Linked DNA regions of Mus musculus: region 1 is linked to region 2. Evidence: chromatin contacts called from public HiCAR-type data. All regions are on one chromosome and are shown on one strand. The core of a region is the stretch at or near the end of the contact, and the rest is flanking DNA. Distances in the headings are between cores, read along the strand shown. Region 1 holds the start of Dnajc1 (DnaJ heat shock protein family (Hsp40) member C1). Region 2 holds the start of Armc3 (armadillo repeat containing 3).

Region 1 (6,988 bases), core at 3,342-5,841, 810 kb after region 2:
AAACAGTTAGGTGTCCTCATTGAAGTTTTTACTTCAGCGTATGCCACAGCTATTTATGTTAAGTCCTTATGTTGGATGCACGTAACTCCTTGAATTAGCTCTTCTGTAAGATGTTGAAGGCTACAATTGCTCTTTGAAATGATTGCCTTCACCATGCCCGACAAGCTATTTGCCCTTTAACGCCAATATAATTGATGGTTTTTTTTTTTTTTTTTTGGTTTGTTTGTTTTTAATAATCGCATGTCTTAAGGCTGTTGAGTTTGCCGTATATGTGTTCTTCCCCTTCCTTTAATTTTAATTATGTGTGTGTGTTAGGGTGTGGGGAGTATGTACAAGAGAGTGTAAGTCCACATGAAAGCCAGAGTTGTAGATGCTTTTGAATGTGGTGGCTTGGATGAGGATGCCCCACTCCCTTCGGCTTGTTTGTTTGAATATTTGGCTCCCAACTGGTTAAACTGTTTGGGAAAGACTAAGAGGAGTGGGCTTGTTGGAGGAGGAGTACCACTCAGGGGTGGGATTTGAGGTTTAAAATAATTCATGCCATTCCATGTTACAATGAGCTGCCCAACATGGGTGCTGGGAAACAATCTCAGGTCCCCTCAAGAGCAGTGCATGTTCTTCCCCCTGAGCCATCTCTCCAAGCCCCTTTCAGTCTCTTTTTAGAAAGTTTGAGCACATAATTGATGCAATTCAGATGTGATTGACTTCTATATGATTAATCCATTTAAAGAGGACAAGGCAACAGTTTTCCTATGTTGACAAAGAGTTCAAACTGTCACCACAATATAATTTTGCTCTATTAAAGAAAGCTAGCACTCTTTTGTAGTGAAATTCTAACATCCCCTAAGATCAACCCTAAGAAACCACTAATATACTTTCATCTATTCTGGGCATTTTGCATAAAAAGAATTATAGAATATACAATCTTTTGTGACTAGCTTTTTTCCACTGGGCATATTTTCCGAGTTCATCTGTGTTATGACACACACTTTACTTCTTATTATTGCTGAAAAATAGTGCCATTGGGGATAACATTTAGATACACCACATTTAAGAAAAATCCATTCATTAATTGTGGGCCATTGCTGTTTCCCTTGCTCTCAGATCCTTAGTTGCCTGTAGCCTTGTAGTCTGTCTGAGGTTGAGGCCTTATGAGCTCCCCTCCTTCCATGCTAGCTTGTCTATTGGTGTCATCATCCTCATTGAGGATGACACAGGATGATACAGTTCAGACACAAATGCTTCTCTTACAATCTCCCTCCTCTTTCCCTGATGATCCTTGAGCCTTAAGTACAGCAGTTGTTTTACAGATGTGTCAGTTGGGACTGAGCTCCCATTTTGGTGGTTGTAGTTTTCTGTAATGGTCTCTGTCTGTTGCAAAAAGAAGTTTCTTTGATGAGGAGTGAGAGCTACAGTTATCTCTTGGTATAAGGACAAATATTTAGAGTTTAGTTAGGATTTATTCCAGCTATTAAATTTTTGTGATATTATTGTAACATAAAAGTAATTATTTCTGTGTAATTTATCTTTTCTGTTAGCATGTATGCAATTGGTGCCATATCTAAGGAATCATTGGCTAAAGGTTACTAATAGCCAATAGGTCACTTGGAATTTTGCTTCCAAGAATTTAAAATTTCAACATTTCCATTTAGATCTGTGATTCATTTTGAGTGTCGTTTTGCTTCTGTGGCTTTATGTCTGTCATCACTTCTGTAAAACGGACTATTCCTTCAAATGTCACTTCTGCTCCAGAGTATCTTTCTTCATTGTTTTGAGGTTTGTTATACATATGCTAGGTTTATTCTTTACAAACTTGCCTTTTAAATTCTGTTCTTCCTCCATTCTTTTTCTTTCACTTTGGGTATTTTTATCGTCTTGATCTTTCCCCAAATCCGCTAATTTCTGTTCTACTATGTCTAGTCTTCAGTTTAACTCTTTTACTGTGTTCTTGATTTCATATATTGTATTTTTCAAGATTTTTCCCACTGATTCTGTTAAAATTCTGTACCTTGTTATATATTTTACCCACCTTCCCCTCCTCCATCTTATGACCTTTTGCTTTATTTTGTAATAAGTCATTTCAAATATCTTATCTGAGCTTTAACATCTGGTTTATCTATGGGATTCTCTAATCTTTCTTCTTCTTTATCATTGGCCAAAACTTCCTATTCTTGTTATGTCTTACACTTAAAAACAACCACATATCCCAGAGTTTTACACAAAATTTCCATAGACTATATTCCATAGCTTATTTTCCACTAAAACAGAAATTAGACAAGTTGGGTAAGTTTCTGATATCTTCTACATAATCACAGAAGAGTAGGATTGTGACTGGGATGCAGAGTTATTAAGATTCAATCAACTTCTGTTTTTCTTTTTTTCTCTTCATGATTCGTCTGAAATTTTGAGCAAGAACCAGAAAAGCATTCATCCTCTTGGCCCTAGAGATCTTCTTTGTGTAACTTCAGAAGTAACTGCCATGGTCTTGAGTGTGAAGAATAACGCCCATGTATTTAAAGTAGGCGTTCCCTTTAGGTAGCCTTATATAGACTTACAGCCGTGTATTAGTCAGAGCTCTCTAGAATCACAAAACGTATAGACTAAATTCTCTCTCTCTCTAAGTCTATCTATCTGTCTATCTGTCTGTCTGTCTATCTATCTATCTATCTATCTAAAGAGAATCTATCTATCTATCTATCTATCTATCTATCTATCTATCTAAAGAGAATACACTGGAGTGACTTATAATCTGCAGTAGTTGCTCAGTCCCACAATGTTAAGTAGTTCAGCTGGTCTTCTGTATAAGCTGGAATCCTGAAGAAGTAGATTCCAACAGATGTGCTGGCAAAGTGAATGCAAGCAGGCAAAGAGGAGTGAACCTTTCCTTTTTCCTTTGTTCTTATGTAATCCTCCAGCAGAAAGTATGGCGCAGATTAAAGGGTGCCTCGAGATCTGTATTAAAAATGTGTGTCTTCCAGCCTGAAGCGCTAGATCAAAAGCTTGTGTCTGCTGTGCCCTCCATTTCTGGATTGTAGTTTACTCCAGTTATAGTGGAGTTGACAACTGGGCATAGCTATCACAAATCTTATGACCAGTGAGCACAGTTCCTCAACCTCAAGCGATATTCAGCGGGCGTCTTGTGGGACGGCTGACTGTATGTTTGGGGCTTCTTTGTACCTTAGTCCATCATACAATTCAAAGTAAAGATTTCGTTGCTTTCTTTTTATCTGTGTAAAGTCCCTCTGAGCAGACCAAAGCGAATCACTCCATACCTAGGATCAGTAAATGCCACCAGGGAAGAAAACAGCTGATAACTGCCCTTAGCCCAGACATTGACAAAGGATTTATTCAATTGTGTTACCTCCTGCAGCACAACAGTTAATGTGGAAATGACAAATTTGAATTGTAGTAAGAAAATTGTCTCAGAGAATAAAGTAGAGGCAACTCGACTTCTGTATCAGCCTGGCCTTAGAAAGTGATAAGTCCCCTGAAAATGGAGTAAGTCCTTAGAGTTCTTGGACAACACAGAGTTCAAGACAGAAATACAGGACTGTCTGCTAAGAGCTCATACTAACACGTTTGCAGTTGTGGCAAGATCACACCACTTTCAAATAACACAGTATTCAATAATATGATCAAATATGGAAAGGATGGACATTGGGTAAACAAAATTTGTTGTTGCCATATTTTCTGACAGTTTCACTCATTGAATAAACAAACATTTGCTTTAATGTAGGGACTTGGTAAAGATGATGGGTCTTGTATGTACATGTATGTGCCTGCCTATGTGTATGTGCACATGCACAGGTGCCTGTGGAAGCTTGAGGTGAGTACTGGATCACTGCAGCTAGAATTACAGGCAGTTGTGAACCACTCCAATATGGGTACCGGGAACAGAACTCAGGTCCTCTGCAAGAGGAAGAAGTGGTCTTAATCAAAAGTCAATACTAGGTCCAAGATTAGTTTTACTTTAAGGAAATAAACTTCAGACTTAAAAGAATATTTTAAATTTTATTTATATGTATGTGTGTTTGCTTTCTTGAATTTATGTGTATTAGGTGTGTGCAGGATCCTACAAAGGCCAGAAGGGGGCTTCAGATCTCCTGGAAATTAGAGGCTGCTTATTTGCATGGACTATATCCGCAAATCTTAATTCATATTTAGAAGTATAATTTTTTTCTTGGTTAAATTCCTTTTTGTGCCCCCACCTTCCAAAACCACAATGGGGTGGATCTGTGTGTTTTAGGCATTGTTCAATTCATCCTACCTTTACTGATCAAATAACAAAATGCACATGAACAGAAGCCCCTAAGCAATAAAATACATCGACCCTCCAATATGCTTTTAATATCAATACTTAGGAAGGCAAGGTAGAAGGCATGGGGAAGAAAACCTACAGATAGGCGTTCTTGGCCCAGGAGGTCCGCGATTGTTGATTATTCACCTCTTTTAGCCAGCGCTGACACACGTGCAGCTGCTCTACAAGCCAGCCACGGAAAGCTGTTCTCTGAGGCCAGAATCCAGAGCGCCTGGCGTTCCTACTTCCGGCCCCGCCCCCGCCCCACAGTTGCTAGGAGACGTGATGTCACCGGAAGCGAGGCCTGGGATAGGCTGAGGCCTGGGGAAACCTCTCCCACACGGCCGCTTGGGTGCCAGCGCTGGCTCTCCAGCTGTTCCTAGGCCGGGGCGAGGGTCTAGAGAGGGAGAGCGGGCTGCGGCCGGTCTCCGCTCCCCAGCCGCCGGCTCCGCGGCAGTTAGTGCTTCCCTCGAGCCGGCAGCCTGGTTGGTCGCTTCCGGGCGGCTGCCCGCGCTCCTGACTGACAGGCGCCGTCCGCACCGCCCGCGCCACCCGCCACGTCTCCGCTCTCTGCCGGCGCACGGCGTGGCTGCCTGCCGACCGACCTCTTTGAGCCCAGCGCGATGTGGGTTCCCGGCTTCGGATCCGCGCGACTTCCCCAGCGCCGGCGCTCCGGGTTGGAGTCATCCTCGGTGCGGCCGCTGTGGCTGCTGCTGCTGTTCCTGCTGGCAGCCGTGCGGCCAGTGCGCGCCTGGGAGAGCGGAGACCTGGAGTTGTTCGACTTGGTGGAAGAGGTGCAGTTGAACTTCTACGAGTTCCTCGGGGTGCAGCAGGTAAGCGCGGCGGGCCGGACCTCCTCACCCAGCCCGGTCCACTTGACCGCCATCTCTTCCCAGTTCCTCACTGTCGGCCCAACTTCGGAACTTCTGATCTGAGTGTTAGGCTGGACGGTGCAACTACCTTTTCTTTGGCTTTCTGGAGACCATCCTTCCCCCACCCCGCGAGCTGTGCTGAAGGAAGAAGGAAGAGAGATGTAGGCAGACCGATTTTTAACACTCAAGTGTGACACAGTAACCATGTATCACCCCAAATTGTCATCTTCCCACTTAAACATATGTTTACTCCAACTGCCTCCCTCTCCCTCGTCCTTTCTGGGAAGACTGAAATACATTTTGCCCAGCGTCTGTTAGCAGTTTTCTTGCACTGTATTTTGTAATCGTTAAAGCCTGCTATTAGTGTTTGTGTAGCAGTTAGAAATCTGGAAAAATTTGAAGCCTCCTCCCGCTTGGTCCTAGAACTCATTAGAGAAGTTGTGACACTTTCAGGGTTTGAGGTGTTTGGAGTGCTGTTGAAAGAGGAGGTCAGGATAGTCTTGTGTATACGTCCTTGCCTCTCCATTGATTTCATTTCAGGTTTTAACTTGGGTCTTTAACTTGTAAAATCTCTTGTTCCCTTTTATTTCTACTTGAAAGTGATTGAGTGAGGGTATTTATTCAGACTACCTCAAACAATGAACAGAAAAAAGAAGACATGTTAATAACTAATAATAACTTCATGATCATGGAATGAGAGAGACTTCCACAAGCTATGATTGAGTCCTTCACACAAGATGTAAGTTGTGAAGCAAAAACAACAGCAGCAGCAAAAAGGCACACTTAACAGAATTAGCTAAGAAATGTACCTCTTCCTATAAGTTATGAAATAGGAAACTTTCAAAGGAAATGAATTGAACTGTTAAACAGAAATTTAATTTTTAATAATTGCATTTTAATTCCATGATTGCATATAAAATCATTGAGTATAAAATTACCATGGTATTAAACTTAACAGTTCTCATTTCTTAAGAGTTAAAAATATTATACACAATGGTTTTGTGGTCATTGTGTTACCTTGTGCCACTTCCTGCTCATAGAGAAAAAATAGGCCTCATTTCCAGAGTAAATGATAATGCAGTGTATTTAACAATAATTAGTGAAAATGTAAGTTTGAAGACTATTTATTTGGGCTTAGGTTCTTGAGACAGGTTCTTCATGTAGCTCAGCCTATCCCCTTAAACCGTCATTCCCCAGCCTCAGGCTCCTGGATGCTGAGATTGTAGGCTTTTCCCACTCAGGAGAGGCATTTTACTTTTTAACGTAAAAAAACAAAACCAAAAACAACAACTACTAAAAACAAAACAAAACACCCCTCCCCCCCCCAAAAAAAACTAGGGTAGGTAGAATAGGAAGTAATTCCTCTACAGTTTTTTTTTTTTTTTTTTTTTTTGGTTTTTATTTTATTTTATTTAGGTTAATTACCACTTCCTTCCAGCCCCAAGATTTCTCATTGTGCTGTACTGACTAGCCTGGAATTTAGTAGGTTGACCAGGCTAGCTATCCATCCACCTACCTCAAGGACTACTAGAATTGAAGACATGTGCCAGTATACCTGGCCTAATCCCTTCCATGTTAGTGTGTGTGTGTGTTTGTCTACCTCTGTCAGGGTCTTAAATGTTTCTTCTTAGTACCACACCACAATGCTGCTCTAGGTTTGTTTTGTTTTGTTTTTAAAGTTTATGAATGCTTTCTTGCAGGCATGTCTGTGTACCACCTTTGTGCCTAGTACCCACTGAGGCCAGAATATGGCCTGAGACCAGAATTACAGACATTTGTGAGCTGCATTGTGACTGTTGAGAATCAAATCTGGGGCCTT
Region 2 (7,133 bases), core at 126-2,625:
TTATAACAATTCCTGCTAAAGGACATTCAGGAGACAAGTTACACCCACACAAAACTATGTGGAGTTATCTCAGTTGTCCTCAGACTAATGTCTTCTATTCCTGGATGATGTTTTGAACAGTTGAATAATGAACAGTGCAGAGAATAAATACACACAGCATTGCAAACATGGATGGGTCCTGGGCAATGCTCCAAAGTTAGAGGCGGCTGGATTTTACCACTATATTGGGTGTAGGATGGCTGTTCAGGGGCTTAGATGTAATCCTCTGGTATAAGTGGGAGCAATTTGCCATAGACACAATGAACAAAGTAAAATTTACCAAAGATAAGTGGGTTTTTGTTTTTGTTGTTGTTGTTTTGGTTTTTGTTTGTTTTGTTTTTGTTTTTGTTTTTGTTTTACCATCTTGCCTAAATTGTATTGCCGATTGTCAATTTCCTTACCTGGGACCATTTTCCTAAGAAATTATTAAAGGGCAAGTTCAAAACCTTTCCATTTCCATTTATTCTCCATTGGTCAGCATATCATTTAAATAATGTTTTTTCAAGTTCATTACTCATCTAGCATCCATTTCCAGTTTTCTGGAATTATGGCCAAGGCTGCAACGAACGTCTTTGGATATACACAAAATTCACCCACCTACCTTTTTTTTTTTTTTTGGAAACAGCTAAAAGATAGCGGGATGAATAGGTACCAGGTTCATTGTACTGATTATGACAATGGGTGTGGCTTAAATGAATACGTTTCATAGCCACATTTGCCCTATTTGTTATTTGTTTCCCCATTCTCTCCTGCAGCCCTCTCAGTCTCTGAGCTTTAGGTAGTCGCTAAGGCAGAAGCTGCCTTTAAGCAGAACTAAAGCCGCAGTGGAGGGCTGAAGCAGGTAAGGTCCTACTTCAAGAATCGCTTACAGTCAAGTGACTGGATCTTAGCTCCTCAAATCGCTCTTAGAGCTCCAGGTTTGCTCCGTTAAGTGACCTCGTAACTGCGGGTGCAGGTCTGGGACAGTTTGTCTGGTGTACTGTTCCTTTGTCCCAACGGTCCCCACCTGTGCACTGAACGCTACAGTTTGCCCTGTCTTCTAGTCCTTGGCCTCTCCAACCCTCGGGACAGGTGTGCATCCGTGCCTGTCGTTTACCTGCGCGGAGTCAAGTCTCAAGAAGCAGTGGCTCTGTACATGTGGCAAACTCCACTGGCCTCTGAGGGTCTGTGTTGATGTTTGTTGCTAGGCGACGCTGGGCTGCGCATGCGTGCTCTGCCCGGAATTAGTTCTTAGCCCCAAGGCTCCCTTTGTCCAGCTCCAAAGTGATCGATCAATCAATCCTGCAGGAACCACAATCGTGCCATGGCAAGTCTAACAAGGCTCAAAATCTCCTCCTCTCCCTCCCTTCCTCGTCTTCAGATATTCTTTCCAACGGCCCAAATAAAGACGATCCTGTTTGCTCTCTCGCCCTCTGCCCCCTAGCCATCCTCTCAGTAAAGAAGCCATCAGTTAATTGGCTCCTTCCCTTACTAGATCTTTCTCATGTTCTTACTGCCACCACATTCCAGGTCATCGCAGCTAATGACTCTAGTTTCTCCTCCCGGTTTTTCCTCTACACCATAGATGTACACCGCCCCATCCCTCTCCCCCTTCCCCCTTCCCAGTCCCCCGGAAATAATTGTTCTGGTCTTGTCCCTCTATTGCTCGAATGTTTGTAATTTTCTTAGGAAAAGGCATTGTCCCCAAACTGTTTGCCTGTTTGATGCCACCCCCCACCCCCCGCTGCCTTATTTCCAGTCTCTTCTACCTCACCCCCTCCCCCAGCTTCTCATTCCAAATCCCCATTTCCTTTCCCAGCTGTGCTCTCCTGGGCACTGTTTATCTTCCAGGCCGACTCTTCCTTCATTTCTACTTATCAAGCTGGGCTGGTGCAGTCACCAGAAAGAGCCCGTCAGTTTCCTTTAGGGGTCCATCTCTCCACCCCTTACACTTTGCAGACTCCTGTCCCACCTGCTCTCTGTTCTCTCGGCCCTAACAGGGCCGGATGCATCTCACAGTTGTGACCTTTCCAACTTCTGTTGTTCACAGTTGTGACTTTCCTCTTCCTGCCATCTTAATCACCTAACAAGCAGATTTTTACATGTTTAACAACTATTTCTATCAAAGTATTTGTGGGCAAATATATCACGTGATTTCTATATTTTGGTTAAACTTTGACTAATATCTTAACTAACGCAATTCATTATCTTCCTTTTTCCAGCCCCCTATATGTATATAAATATAATAATTTCTCAAGTACACAGTGACATTTTCTGCCCTTTACTCCCTTAATTGGTCCAAAAACCATTGCTCATTTTTCATATCTATCGTCAAGATTTCCTCCAGAAAGTCTCGCTCCTCCAGGCCCACAAAGCATTCCTTATTTTATACCATTGCTCTAACTTACATGTGTGCTAGTCCCAGTGTTTTCCTATGACATTATAAACTGTGTGTGCGCATGTGTGCGTGTGGGTGTATGTTTGACTGTGTACTAGTATGCATGCTCTCCCACCTAGGCCATTTCTAAATGGACATTTGGTGAACACTTATTCTAAGCCAGAGAGTTATGAGCTTTTAACGCGAGTCATATAAGCCCCACCCTAATTTTATGAGGTATGAGCTAAGTAGTTGGCATAAAGTCACTTTTCTAGTAAATGGCAAAGACAGACGTGTAGTGAGATCGGTTTGACTTTTATAGGCATGTCCTGCGCTAGTACATCATACACATGTCTTAAAAATACAATATTACAAGTCATAAAGAGATTTTTTTATGAAATAATTTAAATCAGTGTTTTGATCTTTGTATAGACTTTTCTTGACTCAATATGTCTTGTATTCAGGTTTTTGGGGGAGGGATTCATGTTTATTTAAAACACACAGTTGGTGAGCTTTGACCAGGGTTTAAAGTTGTGGGGACAACTGCCACCATGAACATAGGACATTTCTGTCATCCCAAGTGTCCTTCATCTTTCTTTGACATCAAGCCTCTCTCCCCTACTTTCCTTGAGCCACTGCTCTCTCTTCTTTCTCTATAATCTTGCATTTTCTGGAATGTCTTGTAAATGAAACCAAACAGCATGCAGCCTTTTCTGCCTGGCCCCTTTAATCTGCCATTCATGTCCCTGAGACTTGTCCCTGGTTCTCTTCCTTACTGAGCTGCACAGACAGCTGCTGATGTTGATCCAAGCACATTCTAATTTGTGGATGGTATAAATCCATCTTCTCTGACCATTCAGACATTGGTTTAGGGAGTACATGTTTCCTTCTCCCTGGGAAAATATCAGGAGTAGAATTCCACTTCTAGTTTTTGAGGCAAGGGTGTGGTTAGTGTCATGAGAACCTGCTAGTTGCTTTCCACACCGACAATGCAACTGTAAATAGGGGAGAACTCCAGTTGGGAAGTACACTCTACAGGACTTGATACTGTAAAGTCCTTGCATTCGCAGTCATTCCAGAGGGTGAATGTGCTATCTCTTCTAGGTTTTATTTAGTTTCATTTCTTCATTTTGTGAGGAGATGGAATATGTGCTATGGTGTTCTTGTGGGACACCAAAGGGACAGTATGTGGGAGTCAGTTCTCTCCTTTCCCACGTGGGTTCTGAAGATTGAACTCAGGTCTTCAGGCTTGTGCAACAGCTCTTTTACCTGATGAGCCCTCTTGTTGGCCCTCTTTTACTGGTTTTTAATTTATATTTCTCTCTCGTGATGTTGATCTCCTATGCTCTTGTGTTCCTCTGTCTTCTTCAGTGAAATATCAGCTTAAATATGTTTTTCTACTTTTATAAGTGAGTTGTCTTTCTAAGTTGTAAGAATTGTTTTATATATCAGTAATTTATCATAAATGTGATTTAGAAATATTTCTCACCAATATATGGTCTATTCTTCTCATGTCCTTTTTAAATTTTAATTTTTTCGGTGCATAGGTGTTTTGCCTGCTTGTATGTCTATGCACCATGTGTGTGCAGGGCCTGATGAGTCCAGAAGACATCAGATCCTCTGGAGCTGGAGTTACAGCCATCTATAAACTGCTATGTAATGGTGGGAATCCATCCTGGGGCATCTGGAAGTGCTCTTAACCACAGAATCATCTCTCCAGCCTTCTATCTCTCATTTCTTTTTTTTTTAATTACGTATTTTCTTCAATTACATTTCCAATGCTATCCCAAAAGTCTCCCCCCCCCAACTCCCCTACCCACCCATTCCCATTTTTTGGCCCTGGCATTCCCCTGTACTGTGGGGCATATAACGTTTGCCTGACCAATGGACCTCTCTTTCCAGTGATGGCCAACTAGGTCATCTTTTGATACATATGCAGCTAGAGTCAAGAGCTCTGGGGTACTGGTTAGTTCATAATGTTGTTCCTCCGATAGGGTTGCAGATCTCTTTAGCTCCTTGGATACTTTCTCTAGCTCCTCCATTGGGGGCCCTGTGATCCATCCAATAGTTGACTGTGAGCATCCACTTCTGTGTTTGCTAGGCCCCAGCCTAGTCTCACAAGGGACAGCTATATCACCGTCCTTGCAACAAAGGCTTGCTAGTGTATGCAATGGTGTCATCGCTTGGAGGCTAATTATGGGATGGATCCCTGGATATGGACACTTTGCTCATTCTTAGAATTGGAAACAATCACCCATGGAAGGAGTTACAGAGACAAAGTTTGGAGCTGAGACAAAAGGATGGTCCATCTAGAGACTGCCATATCTCTCATTTCTTAAATCTACCTTTCAAAGGCTAGATGTTTTAAAGGTAGATAGAGTTCTATTCATACATTTTAGGTTCCTCTAAAAACATTTCTTTGTTACTTAAAAAACAAAAAGGATTTTATTCCTATTTATATGTAGGATGGTTGCTGGCATGTCTGTGCACTGCATTCATTGCAGAGCCTGTAGAGGCCAGAAGAGAGCACTGGATTCCCTAGGACTGGAGTTACAGTCGAGTCACCATGTAGCGGCCATATCCTCTTCAAGATGAACAAGTTCTCCTGGCCACTGAGCCATCTCTTGAGCTCTCCTGTGCTCTTATTGTTGTGGTTGTGGTTGTGGTGGTGGTGGTGGTGGTGGTGGTGGTTGTTTGGGTTTGTTTATAAGGCTCATAGTTTTAATCTTACATTTGGGTTATGCCCTTTTAACTTTTGTAGATGTTGTGGGCAATTTAAGCATCACAATCTGCGTATGAATGTCCAAATATACCAGGACCATTTAAAGAAAATTTTCTGCTTTATGTTTTCAATTACTTTGGCACCTTTCTCAAAAAATATATCCATCCTTTTTCTGGGCTTTCTTCTTCTTCTCCTTCTTCTCCTCCTCTCTTCTTCTTCTTCTTCTTCTTCTTCTTCTTCTTCTTCTTCTTCTTCTTCTTCTTCTTCTTCTTCTTCTTCTTCTTCTTCTTCCTCTTCCTCTTCCTCTTCCTCTTCCTCTTCCTCTTCCTCTTCCTCTTCCTCTTCCTCTTCCTCTTCCTCTTCCTCTTCCTCTTCCTCTTCCTCTTCTTCTTCTTCTTCTTCTTCTTCTTCTTCTTCTTCTTCTTCTTCTTCTTCTTCTTTTTGTATAGAATAGAGTTTATTCAGGGTATGGGGAAGGAAGTCAAGAGGGTAGTAGAGGCATAGAAAGGCAGAGAGAGAGAGAGAGAGAGAGAGAGAGAGAGAGAGAGAAGAGGCCAGCCATGAACACATGGAGAGAGGGGGAAGGGAATAGGAAAGGTAGGGAGGAAGGGAAGAGGGCAAGAGAGAAGCAGGAGAACAAGACATCAAGAGGCAAGAGCTATTATATTTTTGATCAATATTTCTAACCACTCAGTAATAACTAAGGTGTCTTCATTATTTTAGCTTTCCAGTAAGTCATATAAGCCTTTCAAGTGGCTTTGGCCACCCCACATCTTTTTACATTTTCTACACATTTTGAAAGTAGCTTGTCAATTTCTATAAGTATCCTGCTGGGATACTGATAACTTAATGATACTGACACAGTTTCTCTCTCTCTCTCTCTCTCTCTCTCTCTCTCTCTCTCTCTCTCACTCTCTCCCTCCCTCCCTCCCTCCCTCCCTCCCTCCCTCCCTCCCCCCTCTCTCCATCTGAGCATTAACACTTGGCTCTGAATGGACAGGTCTCATACTTTTATTGTTACCATCTGTGTACTTTTTAATGCAATTACAAAAACAAAAAAGGAAAACGCTCTTTGCAGTGTAGAAATTTTCTAGTAGAAAAACAAACCTGAGTCTTGTATATTGATCTTATAAGATGTGACCTTGTTAAAGTCTCTCCTTGGTTCTGATAACTTGTGTGTGGATTTTTTAGAATTTTTTTAATCTGAAAATTGCCTTACTTCCTCTGCTCCAATATAGATTTATTCATCTATTTATATCTTCTTTTCTTTCCTTTTCTATTTCTCTTTCTAAATTTGTTAGCTACAATTCTACAAAGTATTCCTGTGAAGTACACCTCAGACAGTAAATACTATGGAACATAACTCAAACAAAAAATACAGTGGTGTATGCCTCAGACAGGAAATATAGAGAGTACAACTCAAAGGAAAGAGTTTGTTTTTTTCAGAACAAATAGTTGAATCTGGACCTCCAAAGATAATGGATGCCTTCTGGCTGTGTTTCTTTTTTAAATAAACACATGGGCTCCTAACATGTTACATGGAGCTAAGTCTATTACATAGCTCTTACGAAGAGTACTATTAGTAGAAACATTTAAAGCAGGAGAATTGACAGAATTATCTAGAACAGTGGTTCTCAACCTGTGGGTTTTGACCCTTTTCCTTTTTTGTATTAATTATTTTGTATTAATTAATTATTTTATTTATTTACATCCCAAATACTGCCTCCCTCCTGGTCCCCCCTCACAGAGTTGTTCTCCCTTATCACCTCCCCTTTCACCTCTGAGCAGATGCCCCCCAGGTATCCCCCAACCCTAGGGCATCAAGTCTCCACGGGATTAGGCACATCCTCTCCCACTGAGGACATACAAGGCAGCACTCTGCCAGGAGTCTCAGATCAGCCCATGTATTCTCTTTGGTTGGTGGTTCAGTCTCTCAGAGTTGCCAGGGGTACAGGTTAGATGTCACTGTTGGTCTTCCTATGGGGTTGCCATCCCCTTCAGCTCCTTCAATGCTTG

The links. HiCAR-type assays count read pairs that join an accessible place to other places.
Region 1: a HiCAR-type map of astrocytes shows a contact between it and region 2, with 3 times the contacts expected there. The contact joins the promoter of Dnajc1 here to the promoter of Armc3 in region 2. A contact is called at or near these places in 1 of 39 promoter capture datasets (hippocampal neurons), 6 of 115 datasets of contacts at active chromatin or transcription factors (astrocytes, bone marrow-derived macrophages, embryonic limb bud and 3 more) and 1 of 9 other capture datasets (adipose tissue).

Annotation. Positions count from the first base shown.
Region 1 is chr2:18,390,433-18,397,420 of GRCm38.p6, reverse strand. Dnajc1 (DnaJ heat shock protein family (Hsp40) member C1) reads left to right here and starts at 4,591. Exons shown (of 12, transcript NM_007869.3): 1 at 4,591-5,130. The coding sequence starts at 4,921.
Region 2 is chr2:19,193,360-19,200,492 of GRCm38.p6, reverse strand. Armc3 (armadillo repeat containing 3) reads right to left here and starts at 1,375. Exons shown (of 20, transcript NM_001081083.2): 1 at 1,136-1,375.